Linked DNA regions of Mus musculus: all the other regions are linked to region 1. A link is a contact called in public HiChIP or PLAC-seq data. All regions are on one chromosome and are shown on one strand. The core of a region is the stretch at or near the end of the contact, and the rest is flanking DNA. Distances in the headings are between cores, read along the strand shown. Region 1 overlaps Gtf2ird1 (general transcription factor II I repeat domain-containing 1). Region 2 holds the start of Gtf2ird2 (GTF2I repeat domain containing 2). Region 3 holds the start of Ncf1 (neutrophil cytosolic factor 1). Region 4 overlaps Gtf2i (general transcription factor II I). Region 5 holds the start of Rfc2 (replication factor C (activator 1) 2). Region 6 holds the start of Clip2 (CAP-GLY domain containing linker protein 2).

Region 1 (3,617 bases), core at 530-3,029:
TTATTTTGATGTGTGTGTGCGCGTGCATGCGTGCGTGCGCACATGCGCTCGCACACACATACTCATGCCACCACATGCCTGTGGAGGTTAGAGAACAGCTTGCAGGGGTCAGTTCTCTTCTACCATGTGAGCCCTAGGGATCAAACTCAGGTCCATAGAAAGCACCTTTATTCTCTGAGCCATTTCATTGGCCATAAAACCCGTTTTTTCCTGTAGTCCAAGAGCAGATCTGAGCCTGTAGAGGAACTTTAATCCAGCAACTTGGTTATTCTGGCAAAGGATCACATCCTAAGAATTAGGTCTATATGATCTGACCGGAATGCAGACACGCCCTGGATTACAGTAAGATCTGGCTGGAATACAGACACACCCTTAGCATGTACCTTTAACCCCTAACAATGAAGGTAAGGTTAGTTTGTAGAACAAAGCAGCCATGTTTCAAAGTGATGTCTACTTGCGGGGCAGACAAGTAATGAATCAGGGAAAGATTTGATGGAATGAATGAGAGAGAGGACACACCGCACTCTCTGGTACAACACTGGAAAGAGAAGCTACTTAAGGTAGCAAGGCAGAGGAAGGTGTGCGTGTGGAAGTTTTACTGGGAAGGGTGGTAGAGAGAACGAGCTAGACACAGGTGAAGACAGAGAGAGCCAGAGAATGAGAAGGAGCCAGAAGATTAGAACAGACTGCCAAAAGTACAAGGCCAACCAGGGCAATTCAGGCAGAAGCTGAGAGAAGCTGAATTGAATCAACTTGGAAAATTAGATTGTACAGAGGCTAGAAGCTTCCAGGTCATGGCCTGGGGACAGTTAGAACAGAGCAAGAAGCACTCTCTGAGCTCAGCCCACGCTGCGTCTTTGCACAGCTTGGGGACAGGTCTCATCTCATCCTTTCCTTGGAGGAAATACAACACATTTACAGAGCCAGTACCAGGTCGGAGATGCTCTTCATTCAGATGTAGATCTAGTGTTTCTTGCTGAGGCATATATACCTTATGGCCCCTGCTGCTGTCTTGAGTTTCCCAGGACACTGAAGCCAGGTTTGGAGAGTGTCTGGGATTCTGTGTCTGGCCTGTTGCGCGCGCATACACACACACACACACACACACACACACACACACACACACACACACACACACCAGACAATGAGTTGGGCTCTGAGGGTCAGCCGTGGTGGAGAGATGCAGTTTGGCCCTTGCAGGGTTTACAGTCTGGGAGTCAGTTGTCGTGGCAGTAGACATCCTCAGCTTGGTGCCTGTTTTTAGGCTGTGGGCCTGGAGGCCCTGCCACCTGGCTGTGTGCTACCCCACCCAGTGAGTGTCTAGAATCCCTGCTGACAGGTGGCAGACAGGTGGCAAATAGGGTGTGGATCTACAACTTTATGGCTGGGTGACACACCCAGCCAGGGGCCTCAGAGGGCCCTGGGGAACAAGCCCAGAGAGTGTCCTGCCTTTGTCCCTTGCCTCCTTTTACTTAGGCCAGAGGGGCAGGTGCTCTCAGAGGCAGCTAGCAGGACCCCCTCACTCCCGTTTCTTGGGTTAGCTCTGGAAGAACAGGCTCAAGCCAGTCACCAGCAATCAGCAACCCTGTCTTTGAATTTATTAGGCTTGAGCAAGCCAAAGAAGCCTTTAAAGGAAGAGCTGTGAGGAGCCTCAGTAAGTTGGTACAAAGTCCTTTCCTAGAGAATCCCTAGTTTGAGGAAGTAGCCTGTGGCTGTCTGCACCTGCTCCAAGTCCATGGCCCACATCCAAGAAGCAGACTCAGGCTTCAGCAGTGGCCTTGATCTGGGAGCTTGTGACCAAGCCCAGAGGCGTGTACGGAGTTGACGTGGGCAATGCCCAGCTAAGCCATGGGTGAGGCAGTCCGGTGCCTTTCCCAAAGGATTGGTTATAGGGATATGGACACAGGCTGGTAATCTCAGTTCTTAGCAGGCAGAAAGAGAAAGATCTTGAGTTCAAGGAGCCAGAGCTGGAAAGTAAGGCCTTGCTCAGAGCACGTGGGCAGTGGGCAGCCATGAACTGTGTGAGCAGGAGAGGGCTGTGACTGGCATTACGTTTGTGGAAAACAGCGGCAGTTAGGACCTGCCGTGGTATTGGGCTCACATTAGTGACGGATTGAATCCCTAGGTACTGTTCCTTGGAGCATGACCCTCAGCCACGTTGCTGGTGTATGCCTTTTTGTGAAGTGGCGTGACCAAATGTCTGCCCCACGAAGGCCCCGACCACCATAGGTTGAAGGAAGAATTCTATTGGAGACTAGCTTGGTGAATGAGTGAATGGCTAGTTACAGAAGCATGGATGTCTTAGTTAGAGTGCGGTGAGGAGAAACCATGGCCAAGACAACTTACAGGAAAACAAAACCCATTTAAGAGAGGGCCTGCTTGCAGTTCTAGAGGGTTAGTTAGTCCATGGTCATCATTGGCAGGAAGCAGACAGGCGTGGCACTGGGATAGTAGCTGAGAGTTTTATATCCATATCTGTGGGTAGAAGGCAGAGAGACATCATGCATCAAAGCCCACCCCCAGTAACACACTTCCTGTAGTAAGCCACACCCACTCTAATAAGACCACACCTCCTAATCCTTCTCAAACAGTTCCCCAACTGGCAATTCAGCATCCAAGCACATGAACCTGTGGGGGTTAGTCTCATTCAAACCACCGTGATGGGCGTGGGGTTACTTGTCATAATGGGGGTGACTCAAAAAGCCCACCTCGTGATGGTTGATGCCACTCACAATAAGCTGCATCTCTGGAACTTGAGTTGCTTTGTCCTTGAATCTCAGGAACTCCCCTTTAGGAGAGAATGTTCAAATTCCCTGAGACTGTTTCATTCAAATAGGAGGAAGTAATTATAGGTTATTTTCTTAGATACCTGCAGGTTTCTGCAGTAGCTGCTGTCTCCTGGCCTATGGAAGTTCAAATCTCTGCTATACTTTTGAGGCCCTTGAGTAATGGTCAGGAAGGCCTGCTGGCATTCTGTCCCACTTGTGAATTCCAGGTGACCCTGGGAGTCAGGTCTGCCTACCCAGTTATACCATGTGTCTGCTACCCACTGTGTCCTCTCTGTTTTCTCTAGGTGACCATGGCCTTGCTGGGGAAGCACTGTGACATCCCCACCAACGGCTGTGGGTCTGAGCGCTGGAACTCCACCTTCGCCCGCAAGGACGAACTCATCAACAGTCTGGTGTCCGCCTTAGACTCCATGGTGAGTGGCTGGTCAGGTGGGAAGAGGGCCTAAGGGCTAGGTGGGAGAACTGAGAGGTTCTGTCCATCCAAATCTCTTATTGCTGGGGACTAGAGAGATCCACCTGCCTCTGACACCCAGGAGTTGGGCTTAAACTCCCAACACATTTGTCACACCATGCATGGCTCAAGACCAGCATTCATTCCCTCACGTATTCATTTATATTTTATGTGCACTAGTGCTCTGCCTGCATGCATGTCTGTGAGGGTGTTGAATCGCCTGGGGCTGGTGTTTCAGACAGTTGTGAGCCTCCTTGTGGGTAATAAGCATTCAACCTGGTTCTAACCATTGAGCCATCTCAACAGCCAGCATTTATTAAGTGCCAACTGTGTGCTACTGGGTTTACAGACAGGATTTTGCTTCTGAAGGATTTCTG
Region 2 (3,617 bases), core at 789-3,288, 230 kb after region 1:
GTGAAGCCAACTCAAATGTATCCACAAGCTGTCCTTTCGGGGCTGTAATGTTCTAGCGAGAGCCAGCAGGTCTGTAAGACCTCGAAGCACCCTCCAAACACCACTGTTATTAAAAAGTCTCTCAGAACAAGTGGCTCCTACAGCAGCAAGCACTGAAGAGCCTGGCTGCCCAGAGGAGCAGCCAGGCCACCTGAGGGCAGTGGTGGGGTACTCTGTCAGGCCCCTCCATCCCCCCATTAAAATCTTTGTGTGTGTGGGTGGGAGGGAGTGTTTTCCCTGCATGGTTGTGTGCACCGTGTGCGTGCCTGGGGATGGAGGAGGCTGGGAAGGATAGTGGGTGCCCTAGAAATGGATTTATAGGTGGTGGTGGTCCTGAATTTACACATGGGTGCTGGGAATTGAACCTCGGTCCTCTGTAAGAGCAGTAAACGCTTTTTTTTTTTTTTTTTTTTGAATGTTTTTTGAAACAGGGTCTCTCCGTGTAGCCCTGGCTGTGCTGGAACTTGCTCTGTAGACCAGGCTGGCCTCGAACTCACAGGAATCTGCCTGTTGTACGACACCATGTCCGGCCTGCAGTACAAGCTCTTAACTGCCATCTCTTCAGCCGCCTCCCTTCCATTTTCTTTCTTTCTTTTATCCTGTAACTCTCTGAAATCCTCCTGCCTCAGTATCCCCAGTGCTGGGCTGACAGACACATTTGAGTTACCACACTAGGCTTGAGTTCTGTTATTTTGTTTTTATTTTACTTTGGAAGGAATTCTTTTTCTGACTTGCATTGTATTTTAAAGGATGAGTTTTCCTGTATCTCAATAAAGCGGCTATAATTTATTTAGTGACAAGGTCCCACTGTGTAGCCCCAGCAGGCCTGGAACTTGCTATATATAGGCAGTCCTTGAACTCTCAGATCCATTTGAAGGCCACCGTTGCCGGCTCATTCTGGTTCTCTGTGCTGAAATAAGTACATTCTAGAATAATGTTTTGGGTGCAATAGGTTAAATACATTACTATAGTGAATTTTAATTTGTAAAAATTTACTTTAAATTTTAAAGTTACTAAACATTTTAAACGTTTTAAAATAAATTAAAATTTTTTTGAGCCAGGCGATGGTGGCGCACACCTTCAATCCCAACACTTGGGAGGCAGAGGCAGGCGGATTTCTGAGTTTGAGGCCAGCCTGGTCTACAGAGTGAGTTCCAGGACAGCCAGGGCTACACAGAGAAACCCTGTCTGGAAAAAAAAATTTTTTTTTTGATTGTTGTACTAGTTGTTATGGCCATAGGCCACCTTGTACTCTCAACCAGACCAGACACAAGCCACATTTTGGAGGCTGGGCCCTTTCTTCCGTTCTCTTCATCGACCTAAACCACTGGCTGCCACAAACACCAAACGCCCCCATAATCCTGGAGCCAACAAGCAAAGCCAGCCGCCGAAGGTGGAGCCAGAGCGCCGTTGCTAGGCAACCGCGATGGCCCCGCCCCTTCCCCTAACCAATCAAGGGTTTCTAAACACAGCGCAGGTACGTCAGGTGGCGCGTGACCTCGGCACGCACCGGGCGCAGCTTTCCCCGCCTCCTCGCCCCGTCACAACCAATCGAAAGCGAGATTTTGGTGCGCGCCTGGCGTGCGAAAGTCGCCTAACCCCACGTCTTCCCCGCCCCGCCCCCCACTCTTCACGGCCCGATCGCGGTAGGGAAAATGGGGGTCGGCGCTGACCACCGGGCGCCCGAAGGTCCCGCCACGCACCCCGAGAGATCGCTCTGCCCCGGCGGGGACTCCCGGAAGCGGAAGTTGTGAGGGAAGCGGCGGCGGGATACGCACCTGAGGGCCCTGCTTTGCGGGCCGCGCCGGGGGTCTGGAGCCTGGCTTGCGCGTGCGCAGCGGCTCTGCGCCGGCGACCGCAGCTCGGGGGCCGCGGGCGCCTCCTCTCCGCTCCCTTCCTGTTTTTCGTTTTTATTATTTTTTCTCCCTCTTTTTTATTTTATTTTTTGTCTTTGTTTGCTTCCTGGAAGGAAGGTCGGCTTCCCGCGCGTGGCCGAAGCACCCCCGGTGGGGACGGCCACTTCCGGTGCGCTGCAGGACGGCTTCCGCGAGGCCGCCGGCCGGGCTGCGTGGCGTGCACGTGGCTTCGCGCCTTCCCTGGATGTGCATGGCCGTTCTGGATAGATAGAGATATTTTAAAATGTGGTTGTGCGTGCACGTGGAAGCGGAGAGGTCACCCCACGTGTTACTCAGGCACCCACTCCCCCCACCCCCCGCGACAGAGTTTTTCTTGTAGCCCTGGCTAGCCTGCGTTGTAGACCAGGCTGGCCTCGGACTCAGAGTCCACTGCCTCTGCTTCCCGAGTGCTGGGATTAAAGGCGTGCGCCATCACACCACCTACCTTTTAGGACATTGCATTTCCTTTAAAACTAATTTTTGTGCCTGTGTCAGTTCTATGTTCTTGTGTTTGCGTGGCTGCATGTCTCGGGAGCTATTCGTAAAGCACCATCTGTTGTAAGTATTTTGCCACCCTGTTTATATGCACCACGGGGAGGCCAGAAGAGGTCACAGTATCCCCTGGACCAGGAGTTTCAGACGGTATGGATGCGGGAACTGATCAAGTGTTCTTAACCACGGAGCCATCCCTCCAGCCCCACTTTACAAGGGTTCCAGTTTTATTTGTTTGTTTGCTTTAAAATATACTGGAAAGGGGGTTGGAGCAGTGGCTCAGCTGTTAAGAGCTGATAAGTGTGCTTTCAGAAGACCAGTGTCTGTGTCAAGCACAGCACACGTGCCTGTAACTCGCATTTCCAAAGGATTGGAATCCTTTGGCCTCTGTATGCACCCACACCCGCTTAAAAAAAATAAAATATTTAAAAAATACTTTTAAAGATTTGTTGCTTGGTGTACATGCCATTAATACTAGCATTCACAAGGAAGAAATAGGCAAATCTCTCTGAGTTTGAGGCCAGCCATGACTACATATAAGATCCTGTCCCAAAATAAAATGAGAACACTTTGTTCATATCAGGAAAGGCTGTGTAGCTTCCGACATAGTTTGTATTTGCTCGTGTTCTTGAGCTGGCTCCAATAAATCCTTTCCTCCCAGGTCACAAGTGGGTCACTGATTGCTAGATCCTATGGTGTTCGTCCAGCCTGAAAATCTCTTGCTCTGGCTACTTGTCAAAATCAGGTCACTCACCCTTGCAATGTGGCCTTTTAGGGCACAGTGCTTGGTGGCTGTTCTGGCTCCCACTCAATCTCCTTTCTTCCCACTCTCAGATTGCCATGACGTTTCCTACTTTCTGTCTCCAAGCTCTGCTGTCTGCCCTCAGTCCTTGACTTACTTAGTTTTAGGATTATTAAATAACATTTCCGTGTTGGGTGGTAGTACAGGCCATTAATCCCAGCACTCTGGAGGCAAAGGCAGGGGGATCTCAGAGTTCAAGGCCAGCATGGTCTACAGAATAAGTTCCTCGATAGCCAAAGATATGCAGAGAAACCCTGTCTCAAAAAGCATAACAATAACAACAAAACAAAAAAAAAAAGGCCCCCAAAACATTTACAGGATTTACAGGTCTTCAGTCTAGACCAGTCCTCTGAACTGGAGATCTGTGTAGCCAGAGTCTGTTTTGAAAT
Region 3 (3,617 bases), core at 283-2,782, 190 kb after region 1:
AACTACAGCACTCAGGAGGCAGAGGCAGGTGCATTTCTGAGTTTGGGCCAGCCTGGTCTACAGAGTGAGTTCCAGGACACAGGGCTACACAGAGAAACTCTATCTGGGAAAAACGAAAAATAAAAAAGTACATACTTTCCAGGCTAAGGGAGGGCTCCGTGGCTGCGACTGCTTCTCTCTCTTGCAGAGGGATCTAACTTCAGTACCAAACATCAATGTCTGCTATTTCACAACTGCCTATAACTGCATCTACACACACACACAAACACACACACACAGAGGATTCTGAGCTTTTCTTTATTTTTTTAAAAAAGTTTTTTTTTTAAATGGTTTTTCGAGACAGGGTTTCTCTGTATAGCTCTGACTGTCCTGGAACTCACTTTGTAGACCAGGCTGGCCTCGAACTTAGAAATCCACCTGCCTCTGCCTCCCAAGTGCTGGGATTAAAGGTGTGTGCCACCACACCTGGCTTTTTAAAAAGATTTATGTATTTATTTTATGTATATGAGTACACTGTAGCTGTACAGATGGTTGTGAGCCTTCATGTGGTTGTTGGGAATTGAATTTAGGACCTCCCCTTGCTCAGGTCGGACCCTCTCACTTCAGATAACTCTTCTCTCTCCATCAGTCCCTGCTTTCTCCGCCCAAAGATTTATTTATTATTATACATTGCAGATGGTTGTGAGCCACCATGTGGTTGCTGGGATTTGAACTCAGGACCTTCAGAAGAAGAGCAGACAGTGCTCTTACCCACTGAGCCATCTCGCTGGCCCTAAACTTTTCTTTAATGTAGGTTCTAGAGATAGAACTCAGGTCCTCAGGCTTGTATGCCAAGGACTTTATCTGCGGAGCCATGTCCAGTCCTGGTCCTGTAAAGACAGGACTTCTAAAGTCAATCTCACGTAGGCCAGGCTATCTTCAAACTCATTATATAGCTGAAGCTGGCCTTGAACCCTTGATTCTCCTGCCTCTACCTCCCAAGGGCTGGGGTCACAGGCTTTTTTTTTTTTCCTGAGATAGGGTTTCTCTGTATAGCCCTGGCTGTCCTGGAACTCACTTTGTAGACCAGGCTGGCCTCGAACTCAGAAATCTGCCGGCCTCTGCCTGCCACCACACCCAGCTTTTTTTTTTTTAAGATTTATTTATTTATTTTATTAATCTGAGCATGCTGTAGCTGTCTTCAGACAACACCAGAAGAGGGCATCAGATCCCATTACAGATGGTTGTGAGCCACCATGTGATTGCTGGGAATTGAACTGAGAACCTCTGGAAGAGCAGTCAGTGCTCTTAAGCACTGCACCAGCTCTCCAGCCCCATGTTTGTTGGGGGTGGTTCAGAACTGTAGAGAGGCCCCAGTGCCTGGGTTGGGCCATGGTGTCGGTAGAACAGGTTTCTGTGCTTCAGGGCCCCTGGCTGCCCCACCACTCTGTTGAAGCTCAAAAATTCTCAGAAAGTGAAAGACTAAGTCTAAGAGCCTCCTGGGCCTTCCCCGCCCTTACCCCACAAGCAGCAGAAACCACTTCTTCTTTTTAGTGTATTTAAGGCCCAGCCCAGGCTATAGAGAGAAGTGTCCCTGTCACGGCCCAGCCATGGGGGACACCTTCATTCGCCATATTGCCCTGCTGGGCTTCGAGAAGCGCTTCATCCCCAGCCAGCACTATGTGAGTAGCCTAAGAGTGCCCTGCAGGAGCGCATAGTGGGGACAGTGCTATCACTCTGCTGCTACCCAAAAACCACCTGGACCAGGGAAGGAGATGAGAGGAAGGGAGACCAGGGAAGGATGTGAGGGGAAGGGGGACCAGGGGAGGATATGGGGGGAGGGGTCCAGGGGAGGATATGAGGGGGAGGGGGACCAAGGGAAGGATGTGAGAGGGAGGGGGATCAGGGGAGGATATGGGGGGAGGGAGAACAGGGGAAGGATATGGAGAGAGGGAGACCAGGGGAAGGATGTGAGAGGGAGGGGGGACCAGGGGAGGATATGGGGGGAGGGAGAACAGGGGAAGGATATGGGGAGGAGGGGTCCAGGGGAGGCTATGAGGGGGAGGGGGACCAAGGGAAGGATGTGAGAGGGAGGGGGACCAGGGAAGGATATGGGGGGAGGGAGAACAGGGGAAGGATATGGGAGGAGGGGTCCAGGGGAGGCTATGAGGGGGAGGGGGACCAAGGGAAGGATGTGAGGGGGAGGGGGACCAGGGGAAGATATACCTCCGTGGGGACCTCTCAGGCACAGGGCTTTCTTATCCTTGGGCTTCAGGCTTCTCTTGGGTGTTCACAAAGGACCCTGCCATGGTGAGCAGATACCCCTGTGCACCGTCCCAGCTGCCTCCCTCTCTGTCTTCACACTGAGCCCCCAAGCATGCCAGAGCTCAACCTTACCCTCTGTCCAGTGCCTAGGACCAAGGCTCATTCCTACCAGGAAACCTCCCTGTCTAGTCAGCTCCAGGAGTGGCCCTGCATGGCAGCCTGCGAGGCCTGGAAACTGTGGCTTTTTTTTCTCTCCTCTTCTATGATATTGGTTACTGAGTTTGGATCCCTAGTAGGGGACGATGTCTCCCGTTTGCCCTGGGGAGATGAGGTCGAGGAATATCTGCCCATATATCTAGACTCTATCACTGGGTCTGCTCGGCCCAAGGCAGGCCAGAGATGGTGCCGCCCAGCACTTGTAAGCTGTTTACCTGGGACCCTCAGCAGTTAAGAGCTAAGTCTCCCCTCCCTCCTCCCTCCCTCTCTAAATATAAATGTTCTGAATCATTCCACAACCAAAAGCCACACCAGAAGAGGGGACAGCGGTCACCCTGGGTGTTTCCTTCATGTCCTCCATCCCTCCCCTGGAGACAATCACAGGGGTATTTTTAGACAGAGTCTCACAATGTAGCAAAACCCCCAAAGATTGCCTCACCACAACCCCTCAGCCTTCCATCCAAGGCTAAAAAGGCAGCCCAGGGGCACAGCATGGTCCTCGTGGGTGCTGAGTGCCCCTCTCGGCTCTAATGCCCCTCAGGTGTACATGTTCCTGGTTAAGTGGCAGGACCTGTCGGAGAAGGTGGTCTACAGAAAATTCACCGAGATCTACGAGTTCCATGTGAGTGTTGGGGGAGGGGCAGATTCGAACTGCAGCTTTGCCTCTGCCTTTGTGGACCTCAAGCTCAGCATGTATCTGAAGTCAGATTAGCCTGGGGTACCTAGAGATTTCCGAGGGCTACATAGTGAGACCCTGTCTCAAAATAAACAAATGAAGGAGACAGGGACAGAGGAGATAACACACACACACACACACACACACACACACACACACACACACACACACACAAAGGGGGTGGGTGGGTGGGAATGAGAATATTTCAATGGGACTTTTGTGGACCCAATGGCTCCCCCTCCCGGTGAGTGTTATGAACTGCTCCAACTTAGATCTTTTCGAGCACCCCTTTTGTTCTTTCTCATGTATCTAAGACTGGCTTCAAACTCATTACACAACAAGGATGCCTTTGAACTCCTGATCCTCCTGCCTCAATTCCTGAGTGTGTGCACCCCACGTCCCATTTCTGCAATGCTCAGGGTGGAACCCAAGACTGCGTGCATACTAGGCAATCTGTGCCACGGAGCCCAGCCCAGGTTTT
Region 4 (3,617 bases), core at 402-2,901, 170 kb after region 1:
AGCCCTGCTTACAGCATCAACTGCTTTCCTAGTCCAAAGTTGACATTGTGCCAGCAAGCAGCATGGTCGGGCCTGTCAGCAGTACCCAACTTCCTGGTACCAACTTGTTACTGTTCTTCTGCTATGAAGAGACACAAGACCAGGGCAATTCTTAGCATAGAAAGCATTTAACTGGAGCCTTGCTTATGGTTTCAGAGGCATATTCCATTATCAGCAGCAGTGGGGAGCATGGCTGGCGTGGTGCTGGAGAAGTAGCTGAGAGCTACATCCTGATCTGAAAGCAGAGAGAGACAGAGACAGACAGACACACTGTGCCTGGTGTGGGCATTTAAAATAATGCCCATCCCCCCTCCAGCCCCCTGGGTGACACAGGACCGACAACAAGGCTACACCTACTCCCACAAGTATCCCTTAATCCTTCTCGAATAGGGCTGCTCCTTGGTGCCGAGCATCCAAATATGTGAGCCTATGGTTGCCGTTGTTGCTCAGCTGCTGCAGTGCTCAGGCTAACACTGGCTGCTCTTCTGAGGACCTGAGCTCAATTCTCAGTACCCACATGGCAGCTCACAACTCTCTGTCTTCAGTCCTGGGGACCCAACACCCTCTTCTGACCTCCATGGACATAGGCATGCATGTGATATACAGACAGACAAACAGACATGTGCATGGAAATCATGAATACACATGCGTGTTTGGTGTTGAGAAGTCATTGGGCTGTGTGCGCTGTGTGGAGAGTGACACGCTATCTGTCCTTTCTAGGCCTGAGCTAGTTGTGTCCTATTTGCCTCCTGGGATGGCTAGCAAAATCAACACTAAAGGTAAGAGGCACGCCCGCCTCGGGGTGTGGAATGGGTCACGGGCCCTTCCACTGTCCCATGTCATCCATATCTGCATTGTCACTGCCGCTGCGGCCTTTGGTTTATTTCTTTTCTTTTTTCTGTTTTCTTGCCATTTTGTTGGAGGTTGCTGTCTGCATCCTCCTGCTCGTTGGCACTTGTGTGGAGGGTCATGCTGCCCGTTTAATGCTTCTGGGCTCTTTGAAAAGAGCGCAACTGTAGGACTTTAACGCTTCGCTGTTATAAGCGGCCCTTGGTATTTTTGAATGCAGCTTGCAAAGGTAACCTTGCAATTTGCCTTACAGCATTGCAGTCCCCAAAACGACCACGAAGCCCTGGGAGCAACTCCAAGGTTCCTGAAATTGAGGTCACTGTGGAAGGTGAGCTGTCCCACAGTCTTCTCTGGACACCAGCTTGCAGCTGTGGGACCTCAGTTACCTGTGTGCGTGCGAGGTTTTATGTCCGAAAAGCACCTGTGAGAACGCTAAATGTCTCTCTGTGCTTGTGCGTGTTTGCGTCTCCAGGGCCTAGGCTGTGCTTTCTGTTACATGTACACAGTAACCTTGGTTTTCCTTTTTATTTTAACTAGGCCCCAACAACAGCAGTCCTCAGACCTCTGCGGTTCGAACTCCTACCCAGACCAATGGTTCAAATGTTCCCTTCAAGCCTCGAGGGAGAGAGTTTTCCTTTGGTAGGTAGAGAATTAACGTACTATGTCAGCAAGCCAGTGCGTTTCCTTTGGTTGAGTCAGTGTGTTCAGGTTAAACATGCAGTGAGGCCCTGTGATACCCTCACCTTACCCAGTGCTGTGGGTGAGGCTCTTCCTATGGGCCATGTGCCAGAGCGCCTGAGGATTGTGAGTTGAGTCACTCGAGTGTACCCAGAGCCAGACCTGGCATGTGGCAGACACTCTAACCAGGCCAGGAGAGGTCCTTTGTTCTTCATTTCAGCATGGGTCACTTCTTTGTAGCCAGTGTATCCAGTCTAACAGTTTAGCTTAACTATATGGGTATTGGAGGGGCAGGCAAAGCAGCCTTATTAAAAACCTGTGTGTTTAGAGTAACGTACATGACATGAAGGAGTAAAAGCTGGTTATAGGCCACAGGGCTGATGGGCAAGGGAGAGAGAGGGGGGGAGAGAGAGAGAGAAAGAGAGAGAGAGAGAAAGAGAGAGAGAGAGAGAGAGAGAGAGAGAGAGAGAGAGAGAGAGAGAGAGAGAGAAAGTGTGAAAGTTTAGGGCTTTTCATCATCCGGCTTAGCTCTGAGTCAATGACAGGGACGCCCCGTAGATTTCTTCTAGCCTTCCGGGCACTGAGCTGGATGGGCTCTGGTCTAGTCTAGCCTGAGTCTGCTTGCCCGCCCAGCCACAGGGCCTTACTTTCCGTTGTAGCCTCAGCTCTGGCTCCTCCCTTTTTTGTGTCCTCTCCACCTGGGACCCCTCAGTAGGCTGGGAAGTCCCTTATTATTCTCTCCTGCCAAGCTAGAGGCTGATCATCTCTTTACTGACCAATCAGAAGGTGGTGGAGAGCAGCGTCATATAAAATACTGAGTTAGCAAATGCTTCAATAATGATAATGCCAACCTCCGACTACAGCCAGAGCTGGGTACAGAGGTCAGCATCTGAATACACAGTGCACAGGAGGGTCGAGGGGAAGGGAGGAGAAGGGATTGCTCAGCTTTCACTGTGTACGCACATAAGACGCCCTGACCCACAGCGCCCGCCTTACAGTAAAAGTGCTTGTCTGTCCTGAGCTTTGTAAAGCTTCGAAAGAAAAAGATAAGATGAAACCAGGGACATTGGCGCACTCCTTTAATCTCATCACTCAGGAGGCAGAGGCAGGCAGATCTCTGATTTCTAGGACAGCCTGGTCTACAGAGTGAGTTCCAGGACAGCCAGAGCTACACAGAGAAACCCTATTTTGAAAAACCTAAACAAACAACTTAAATCAAATGGTAGGCGATGAATCCCAGCCCTCGCCCTGGGAAAGCCTTGCTGACTGGCTCTTGTTCTTCACACAGAGGCCTGGAATGCTAAGATCACAGACCTGAAGCAGAAAGTGGAGAACCTCTTCAATGAAAAGTGCGGTAGGTTTGTTGTGAAACCTGAACTGTGAAGTAGTTCCCTGATAGAAGTGGTGTGAGTGTGACCTCTCCATGGGGAAGTGTGGGCTGCGGCCTGCCATCCCGGCCCATTTCACTGAGGATCAAGAGTTCCCAGAGCATTTCCCAAATTAAAACAAATAGGACTTTTCCAGTCAGTATGGTCTTGTAGCTGCTGCAGAATGTTGGCAAATGCCTTTTCTAAGATGTGCCGTGTGTTACAGGGGAAGCGCTTGGCCTTAAGCAGGCTGTGAAAGTCCCGTTTGCGTTGTTCGAGTCCTTCCCAGAAGACTTCTATGTGGAAGGCTTGCCCGAGGGGGTGCCCTTCCGAAGGCCGTCCACATTTGGCATTCCCAGGCTGGAGAAGATACTCCGGAACAAGGCCAAGATAAAGTTCATCATTAAAAAGTGAGAGCCTGAGCTAGAGTGGCCATGCATGGGCTGGGGCGGCAGGCTTACCACAGTCTGAGCTGAAACGGCTCTTCTAGGGGCTACGTGACTATAGGGATAGACATCCCAGTGGTCAAGAGTGCTTGCAGGACAACTGTGAGGACCTGAATCCTGAAGTCAGCTCCCACATAAGCTGAGAGTAGTCGTGAGCCTATCACCTTAGTGCTGGGCTTGCACCAAGACGGAAGGTTCATTGGGGCCTGCTGCCCAGGGGTGGGGATGTGAGCTGAAG
Region 5 (3,617 bases), core at 390-2,889, 160 kb before region 1:
ACCTGTGGGTCGAGGACCCCCCACCCCCGCCCGGGGCTGTTGACTGACCCTTCCTCAGGGAATGCATAAGGCCACCAATAAACTTAGATATTGACATCATATAACATAACAGCAGCAGAATTGCAGCTATGAAGTAGCAATAAAAATTTTATAGTTGGGGGGGCACCCCAACATGAGGCACTGTATGAAAGGGTCACAGCATTAGGGAAGTTGAGAACCATTGCTCTGGAGAGATAGTTCAGTGAACCGAGGAACCTCTCTGTGGTCTGCTGTCAGAAACCTTACTTTTGATAAAGAAAAACTAGTGCTGGGGTAGCTCCATGCTAGCATGTGGTCTGGCAGCAAGTTCCATGCAAAAACTAAAAGCTCAAAATTCACCTGCAGCCCCTGTCCATAGGCAGAAGACACAGTGGGGTCAGAATTCGTCATTCTCGACTATACAGAAAGTCTGCAGCTAGCTTAGGGTGGTGAGACCTACCGTAACAAAAGTGAAACACACACACACACAGAGTTTTGTTTTGTTAAACAGTGTTTCTATGTGTAGCCCTGGCTGGCCTCCAACTCAGAGAATCACTTGCCTCTGACTTCCAAGTGCTGGGATCAAAGGTGTGTGCCACCACCTGGCTAAAGCTAATAGTTTTTTAAGATGAGATTTTTAAACAAATAAAAAAATATGAGGCCAGGGCTGGAGAGATGGCTCAGCGGTGACGAGCACTGCCCGCTCTTCCAAAGGCCTTGAGCTCAATTCCCATAGTGGTGGCTCACAACCATCCGTGATGGGTTCTGATGCCCTCTTCTGGTGTGTCTGAAGACAGCTACAGTATACTCATATACATAAAATAAATAAAAGCCATTAGCATTGCACTGCATGAGGGCCTATTAGTCACGTTTAAGCATCATTTAGATGAACCTCGAGACACATATTCCTCAATTTCCATAAATAAAAATCTCTACCTTTGCCTGGTGGCTTACACCTGCCATTCCAGTATTTGGGAAGCTGAAGCAGGAGAACTGCAGAAACTTCAAGACCAGCTTGGGCTTCACAGTGAACCCCAGGGCTGTGAATGGGCCTCAGTCCGTAGAGTGCTAGCTTAGCGTGCACGAGGCTCTGTGTTCCATCCCCAGCACTGCTTTACGGAAGTAATGCATGCCCTGTCACCCCAGGATCAACGTTCAAAGTCATCCTTTGCTACGTAGTGAGTTCGAGTCCAGCTTGGGTTACACAGGACACGATCTCAAAAAAAAAAAGAAAGAAAGAAAGAAAAAGAAAAGAAAAGAAAGAAAGAAAAACAGAATATCTAGCTTCAAGAAGGAAAGGGGAAATCTGCGCTCCTGGGGACATCTGCACCTTCTCTGTCCCCTAGACCCAGGTCGAACCCAGGGTTCCTGGAGCTCGGCCCGCCCTCACGTCTACGCGCGCGTTACTATGGCTGCAGGCTCACCACGGCAGCTCGTAGTGGCCGGCGGTCTTGCTGGGGACAGGCGAGGGCTCCTGCGCCCCACTCTCGGATGGGTCACAGCCACTCTCCTGAACCTCCATTCCGGTGGCTGCTCTTCCCGCCACCCGAGGCCCCGCCCCATGCCGCTTTGACGGAAGTCTGGGTCCTGGTTTCCGGGCAACGCCGAGAGGAAAGCGGAAGTGCGTTATAGAGGCGGTGAATCTCTTCCTGCGCCTGCGCAGAGAGCACCGCGTAGCCATCCCTGGCCGCTAGAGGCCGCAGTGATCTCAGGAGCTGGCGTTTGAGAGGCGGGGGGGGGGGGGGGGGAGACATTTTATTATATCTTATTTAATTGTGACATTAAATAAGATAAAATAAAATCATTTCATTTCTTTTTACTTTCATGGACTTTTATTTTTTTTGAGACAGGGTTTCTCTGTGTAGCCCTTGACTGCTCTGAAACTCACTGTGTAGACCAGGCTGGTCTTGATTTCAGAGATCTGCCTGCCTCTATCTCTTGTGTGTGCCACCAATGCCTGGCTAAAATAAGGTTTTTTTTGTTTTGTTTTGGTTTTGGTTTTTCGAGACAGGGTTTCTCTGTGTAGCCCTGGCTGTCCTGGAACTCACTTTGTAGACCAGGCTGGCTTCGAACTCAGAAATCCGCCTGCCTCTGCCTCCCAAGTACTGGGATTAAAGGCGTGGGCCACCACGCCCGGCTAAATAAGTATTTTTAAAGAGATGCTTTCTAGGCCCAGGTTTGGTGGCACAGGTCTTTAATTCCAGTACTTGGGAGCAGAGGCACATGGATCTTTGTAAGTTCAAGGCCAGCCAGAGCTATGTACTATCACAAATTTCAGAGCTATCACAAAAATTAAACAAAAAAACAAAAAAAATACAACAATAACAAAACTAAAGATACTTTCTGGCCAGGTAAAGTAACACACACCTGTCATTCTTTTTTTTTTTTTTTTTTTTTTTTTTTTTTAATCATATGTGAGTACACTGTAGTTGTCTTTAGACACCTCAGAAGAGAGCATCAGATCTCATTATGGATGGCTGTGAGCCACCATGTTGTTGCTGGGACTTGAACTCAAGACCTTTGGAAGAGTAGTCAGTGCTTTTAACCACTGAGCCATCTCTCCAGTCCCACACCTGCCATTCTTACACTACTAACAAGCCGGGCAGGAGGAGAGTGAGTTCTGGGACTAGAAAAGGGAGACTCTGTCTCAACAAAGCAACTACAACAAAAAAAGCTGACATGACACATACCTGTAGCTTCAGCACTTGAAAGACAGATGCCAGCCTGGGGTACATGAGATTCTTAAAGAAATAATAGGGCATGGGTCAGAAGCCTGGGTTCCACCAGTATCAACGAGGAAAAAAAAATGGTTTTCTCCAAGGTGGCATTTTCAAGGTTTAAGGCTGGTGATTTCCAAGCAGGCTCGCCCTACCGTTAGCAACCTCAGCAAACTGCTTATTTTCGTAGTCTGCCTGCCCAGACACATCCCACGGAGTGCCTCTGGTAAGCACAAAGGTTTTTATTTGAACTCTTTGGCTAAACATTAGCAGTTTTTTAATTGCTTTCCTTGCTTTTTGTTATTGTTGCTGTTGAGAAGGTGTCTCTGTAGCCCTGGCTGACCTGGATGTGTGAACCAGGCTGGACTTGAACCAGGGGAGATCCCCCCACCCCTGTCCTTGGAATGCTGAAATTAAAGGCTGTGCCACCACTTCTGGTCATGCTTTGTTGTTGTGTTCCCTCTTTAGCAATAAGAAAACAAGGAGAGAACTTTTACTGATGGGCACAGAGGACGGATTTTATGTCCCTGGATGTGGGGTGACCTTTAAGACCTCAGCTGTGGGTGGCTGATCATTGAGCCTTTCTTTCCTTTGGTTTCTGGTCTGTTGACATTTCCTCAGTGAGCATGTCCCTGCTGACAGCGCTGGGACCTCTTCATCTACAGAGCCACAAGAGACCAGTTGCACCCAACTTGGGTAAGATGTGTCTTATGAATCCCTGAGCAAATGATTGATGGGAGACAGAGACAAGAATGTTCTCTCTCTCTCTCTCTCTCTCTCTCTCTCTCTCTCTCTCTCTCTCTCTCTCTCTCTCTCTCTCTCTCTCCTCTCTGTTGTTTCAAGATAGGGCCCCACTATGTAGCCCTGCTTGTCCTGGAACTC
Region 6 (3,617 bases), core at 394-2,893, 130 kb before region 1:
GGATCTTTCTTCCTCCTACCGGGATTCTGAAAGAGCAGTGTACAGTCTTTTTTTTTTTTTTTAAGATTTATTTATTTGTTTGTTTATTTATTAATTATATGTAAGTACACTGTAGCTGTCTTCAGACGCACCAGAAGAGGGCATCAAATCTCATTACCGGTGGTTGTGAGCCACCATGTGGTTGCTGGGATTTGAACTTCAGACCTTCGGAAGAGCAGTTGGGTGCTCTTACCCACTGAGCCGTCTCACCAGCCCCAGTCTTTTATTTTTTGAGACAGGGTTTCACTGTATACTTTTGGCTGGCATGGAACTTGTTATGCAGACCAGGCTGGCTTCAAGCTACAGAGTGCAGCCCCTAACTTGCTGAAATTAAAGGCATGCACCACCACACCCAGCTGAAATGTATGCCCTTGACCACTGAGCCATCTCTCCAGCCCTCATCCTTTCTTTCTAAGACACACATTGAAGGGTTTACAGACAGAGAACTATGGTTGATGGTTGAAGTGTGAACTTTAACTCTTTTATCTGTGGTATTAATTTTCCTTCTTTTTGAGACTATGTAGCCCTGTCTGGCCTGGAACTCTCTATGTAGACCAGGCTGGGCTTAAACTAATACGGATCAGTCTGTTACAGCGTCTCAAGTGCTGGGATTAAAGGCAGGTGCTACCATGGCCAGCTATTTCATTTTTCTGTTAGTGGATGGAACCTGGGGCTTCAGTAATGCTAAGCAGGGGCTCTACCCCTGAGCCCCGCCCCCAGCCCCTCCCTGGGGTTATCCTAGGTAGGTGCTCTACCTCTAAGCCAGGACCCAACCTAAGAGGTGGATTCGTTCCAGTCTGCCATGATTTAGGTCCTATTTCAACACTGAAACTGTCCATCTAGCTACGTAAAACTTGCTCTTTCTCGAACAACCCACTCTTTACTTTGTATACGGTCCACTTCTGAGGAATTTGGCTCTTCTCACACAGACTCTCTTCACTGCAAGAGTTCCTCTGGGCTGGCCTACTGTTGGCATCAATGCACAACTACCTTTTTGTTCTGATGAACTAAAAAACACCCTGCCTCCTTTAAAGATGGGGAAACTGAGGTCCAGAGGTTAACGTACCACCACGCTGAGTGAGACCTTAAGGATTTTTTTGAGACAGAGTCTCACTGTGTAGCTCCGCTTGTCCTCCCGCTCAGTTTGCCTAGTGTCAGGTGTCAGGTGGTACCCCTGAAGCTCTCTGGTCATTTGCATCATTCCCCTTCCTCGCCTCTTTGAACACAGTCCCTAAGTCAACCCTTGCGAAAAGCCTTCCAGATCCCAGCCCCGCCCCCTTACGTTCCTAAGTGTCTCAGTCTCCTTATATGGAATATTTACATAAGCAATGCAGGGTTGAAACAGAAACTGGAACACACATAAATGCGTAGGGCTGAAGGGCCTGTGAGTGAAATCTATTTCCAAGGCTCAAGTCAGCTGTAGATGGTCTTGATGGGGAAGACCAGGTTCCTAAGACTTCTCTGCCCGCCCGCTCCCCAGTCTTTGCGCGTCACTGTTGCCTGAGAACCCGGAGACCAGGATTGTGGGCACCGCCCCCAACCTCCCCCCCACCCCCCGCGCTCCGGGCCCCGCCTTCCTGCGCCCGCCGCTACGCCGGCCCCTTTTGTTCGCTCTCTGGCCGCTGAGCTCTCCTGGCGCTCGGCTTCTCTCGGCTGGGCTCGGCTCACCTTGGCAGGGCTCCACCGGGCTCCGCTCTGCTCGGTTTCTCTCGCCTCCGCCCCGTTTGGCTCGGATCTTCCCGGCTCGGCCCCGCTCGGCTCGACTCAGCTCGGCTCCGCCTCGGGGCGCGCAGGCAGCGGCCGGGCTTACTGGATCGGCCCCTCCCTCTATCCCCTTCTGGACGTAGATCCTGTGCGAGGCCCGGACTCCGAGCGCGGAGACCCGGTTAGTGTATCGGCGTGAGGAGACCGGCGCAGCATCCTCGTTCCCGGGACGCGCGGACCAAGAGGAGGCGAGGGGTGTCGGGTCCTGGTCGCTGCTGGAGCTCCAAGGTAGGCGCCGCTCTGGGGACGCGCGCGATGGGGGCGCGCGGGCAACAAAGGACGCAGAGTCGCGGGGGGCGGCGGCACCCTATCCTGGAAAGAAAAGGGGGTGCTATCACCAAGCCATTGTCGTCGCGTGGGCAAGGACAGCGGACAGGGTCGCTGCCGCTGGTGGGCGTGGGCGGGGTGAACCCCAACTTCCTTAACCCAGGTCGCTGCTGGGGTTGGGGGCGCCCCTGGATTGCACGTCCAGATGGTGCAAACATCCATAGCTTGGGATTCGGGTGTTTTTGTTGGCGTCCTCTTTCCAAGAGCGGATCCAGGACAAGCTGCAGAGCTCTTGGGGAAGGCTCACACAGGCTCTGTGGGGGCACAGCCTGGTGGGCGCGGCCATCAGCTCTCATCTTCAGACCTGGCATCTGGGATGAGACACGGAGGCCCCCGCCCCGCCACCTGGGGTCGCCTGGTTGGTGCCCTTAGCAAAACTTGATTGGAGAGCCTGGCTTGGCAGAGGATAGGGTAAGGGGGAGGCCCAGGCAGGGTGGCTTTCCGCAGGGTTGCCCCCCCAAGCTGGCGCTGGTAGCTGGTGAGGCAGCAGTTTTTTTCCCTCCCCCCAGGGAGGGGCAGTGGCGACGCAGGATGCAGGGCTGAGCCTCCAGGGCTAGCCCGCGTGGATCCTCAGGAGGGGCCTGTGTGTTTGTCCTGGACTCACTGGGCTTTGCCACGCGTGCCTTCTCCCGATCCTGGCCAAAGCCTGGAAAGGTCGTTGCAGAGGAACACCTTAGGGGTAGAGGAATCACAATCCAGCCTCTGAGATCCCGCTCCTGTCTTCTGGACTACAAATGGGCAGGGGCCTGGACGGTTGTGGAACTAGGAATTGGCTTTAATCTTGAAGGGTGCCCCGACAGAGGACGCTGGGGATGGGGCTGGCCTAGGGCTGTGCTCTGAGGAGCTAGAGAGCACCACGTGGGGCCACCTTCCCTTTGCTGTGAGCCAGAGGCCTCTCCCCATCAGTTGTAAATGTAAACAATGAGTCCTTCATTCATAAGGTCGCTGTCACCTGGATTGGCACCACCAGGGGCTGGCAGGTACACAGAACCAGAGCTACTTTGCCCAGCACAGCACAGCCTAACCTGATGCCGGGCAAGTGGAGAAGCCAGGAGCTCCCAAGAGGCACAGCTGGAGGGTGGGGCAGACCCTAAAGGCAGACCCTGAGACCAGAGCCCTGCCCAAGGCTGCTTTTTACCTAGTTGATGGCTCCCACATGAGCTTCCAGAAAAGAGGCATTCTGGCTTAGATGGGCAGAGAAAGATTTAGGTTACTGGGGCGTGAAGTTCAAGGTAGAGTGTGTTTGCCAGTTCCTTCCTGCATACACTAGGTGCCCACTTAGCGCAGGACCCGTGGGTTTCAGCAGTGCGAGCGGAGGCTCCAGGATGAGGAGGTTGGAAATAGAGGAGCCCCAACAGCAGAAGAACCTTGGAGGAGTACACAGATACATGCTCTTCTAACCTGGGCACTTAGGTGGGAAGGGCCTACGCAGAGCCCCCAAACTCCCAGCAAAAACACACATCCCAAGGAGCAGGAGTTCAGAAGTT

What was found. HiChIP or PLAC-seq counts read pairs in DNA pulled down with a chosen protein or histone mark.
Region 2: an H3K27ac HiChIP or PLAC-seq map of embryonic stem cells shows a contact between it and region 1, with 20 read pairs. The contact joins the promoter of Gtf2ird2 here to the enhancer-like site in region 1. A contact is called at or near these places in 9 of 39 promoter capture datasets (3T3-L1-derived adipocytes, the C10 cell line, the HPC-7 cell line and 4 more), 2 of 484 Hi-C or Micro-C datasets (liver and nephron progenitors), 18 of 115 datasets of contacts at active chromatin or transcription factors (bone marrow-derived macrophages, embryonic forebrain, embryonic stem cells and 6 more) and 2 of 9 other capture datasets (liver and pancreatic islet).
Region 3: an H3K27ac HiChIP or PLAC-seq map of embryonic stem cells shows a contact between it and region 1, with 5 read pairs. The contact joins the promoter of Ncf1 here to the enhancer-like site in region 1. A contact is called at or near these places in 3 of 39 promoter capture datasets (cranial neural crest, liver and maxillary cranial neural crest), 1 of 115 datasets of contacts at active chromatin or transcription factors (embryonic stem cells) and 2 of 9 other capture datasets (adipose tissue and pancreatic islet).
Region 4: a contact with region 1 is called in a FOXA1 HiChIP or PLAC-seq map of pancreatic cancer cells. The contact joins two enhancer-like sites. A contact is called at or near these places in 2 of 39 promoter capture datasets (cranial neural crest and liver), 2 of 115 datasets of contacts at active chromatin or transcription factors (embryonic stem cells and pancreatic cancer cells) and 3 of 9 other capture datasets (adipose tissue, liver and pancreatic islet).
Region 5: an H3K27ac HiChIP or PLAC-seq map of embryonic stem cells shows a contact between it and region 1, with 14 read pairs. The contact joins the promoter of Rfc2 here to the enhancer-like site in region 1. A contact is called at or near these places in 2 of 115 datasets of contacts at active chromatin or transcription factors (both in embryonic stem cells) and 2 of 9 other capture datasets (adipose tissue and pancreatic islet).
Region 6: a contact with region 1 is called in a FOXA1 HiChIP or PLAC-seq map of pancreatic cancer cells. The contact joins the promoter of Clip2 here to the enhancer-like site in region 1. A contact is called at or near these places in 2 of 484 Hi-C or Micro-C datasets (the G1E-ER4 cell line and liver), 4 of 115 datasets of contacts at active chromatin or transcription factors (embryonic stem cells, pancreatic cancer cells and stem cell-derived neural progenitor cells) and 3 of 9 other capture datasets (adipose tissue, liver and pancreatic islet).

Annotation. Positions count from the first base shown.
Region 1 is chr5:134,416,638-134,420,254 of GRCm38.p6, reverse strand. It overlaps Gtf2ird1 (general transcription factor II I repeat domain-containing 1), which reads left to right. Exons shown (of 30, transcript NM_001081464.2): 2 at 3,074-3,202. The coding sequence starts at 3,080. Among named protein-coding and RNA genes, the nearest start is that of Gtf2ird1, 38 kb to the left of the region's middle. Within about 2 kb of position 1,779, at least 46 of the 459 cell types and tissues checked have an H3K27ac peak or open chromatin away from gene starts, as enhancers often do. A contact at or near this core is called in embryonic stem cells and pancreatic cancer cells, where this site is marked.
Region 2 is chr5:134,182,459-134,186,075 of GRCm38.p6, reverse strand. It overlaps Gtf2ird2 (GTF2I repeat domain containing 2), which reads right to left and starts at 2,038. Exons shown (of 16, transcript NM_053266.1): 1 at 1,818-2,038.
Region 3 is chr5:134,227,540-134,231,156 of GRCm38.p6, reverse strand. Ncf1 (neutrophil cytosolic factor 1) reads left to right here and starts at 1,532. Exons shown (of 11, transcript NM_010876.4): 1 at 1,532-1,661; 2 at 3,002-3,082. The coding sequence starts at 1,590.
Region 4 is chr5:134,244,420-134,248,036 of GRCm38.p6, reverse strand. Gtf2i (general transcription factor II I) reads left to right here. Exons shown (of 34, transcript NM_010365.4): 21 at 760-818; 22 at 1,142-1,216; 23 at 1,426-1,527; 24 at 2,855-2,920; 25 at 3,160-3,343. Among named protein-coding and RNA genes, the nearest start is that of Ncf1, 17 kb to the right of the region's middle. Within about 2 kb of position 1,651, at least 31 of the 459 cell types and tissues checked have an H3K27ac peak or open chromatin away from gene starts, as enhancers often do. A contact at or near this core is called in pancreatic cancer cells, where this site is marked.
Region 5 is chr5:134,580,712-134,584,328 of GRCm38.p6, reverse strand. It overlaps Rfc2 (replication factor C (activator 1) 2), which reads right to left and starts at 1,639. Exons shown (of 11, transcript NM_020022.2): 1 at 1,443-1,639. The coding sequence starts at 1,540.
Region 6 is chr5:134,550,460-134,554,076 of GRCm38.p6, reverse strand. It overlaps Clip2 (CAP-GLY domain containing linker protein 2), which reads left to right and starts at 1,643. Exons shown (of 17, transcript NM_009990.3): 1 at 1,643-2,031.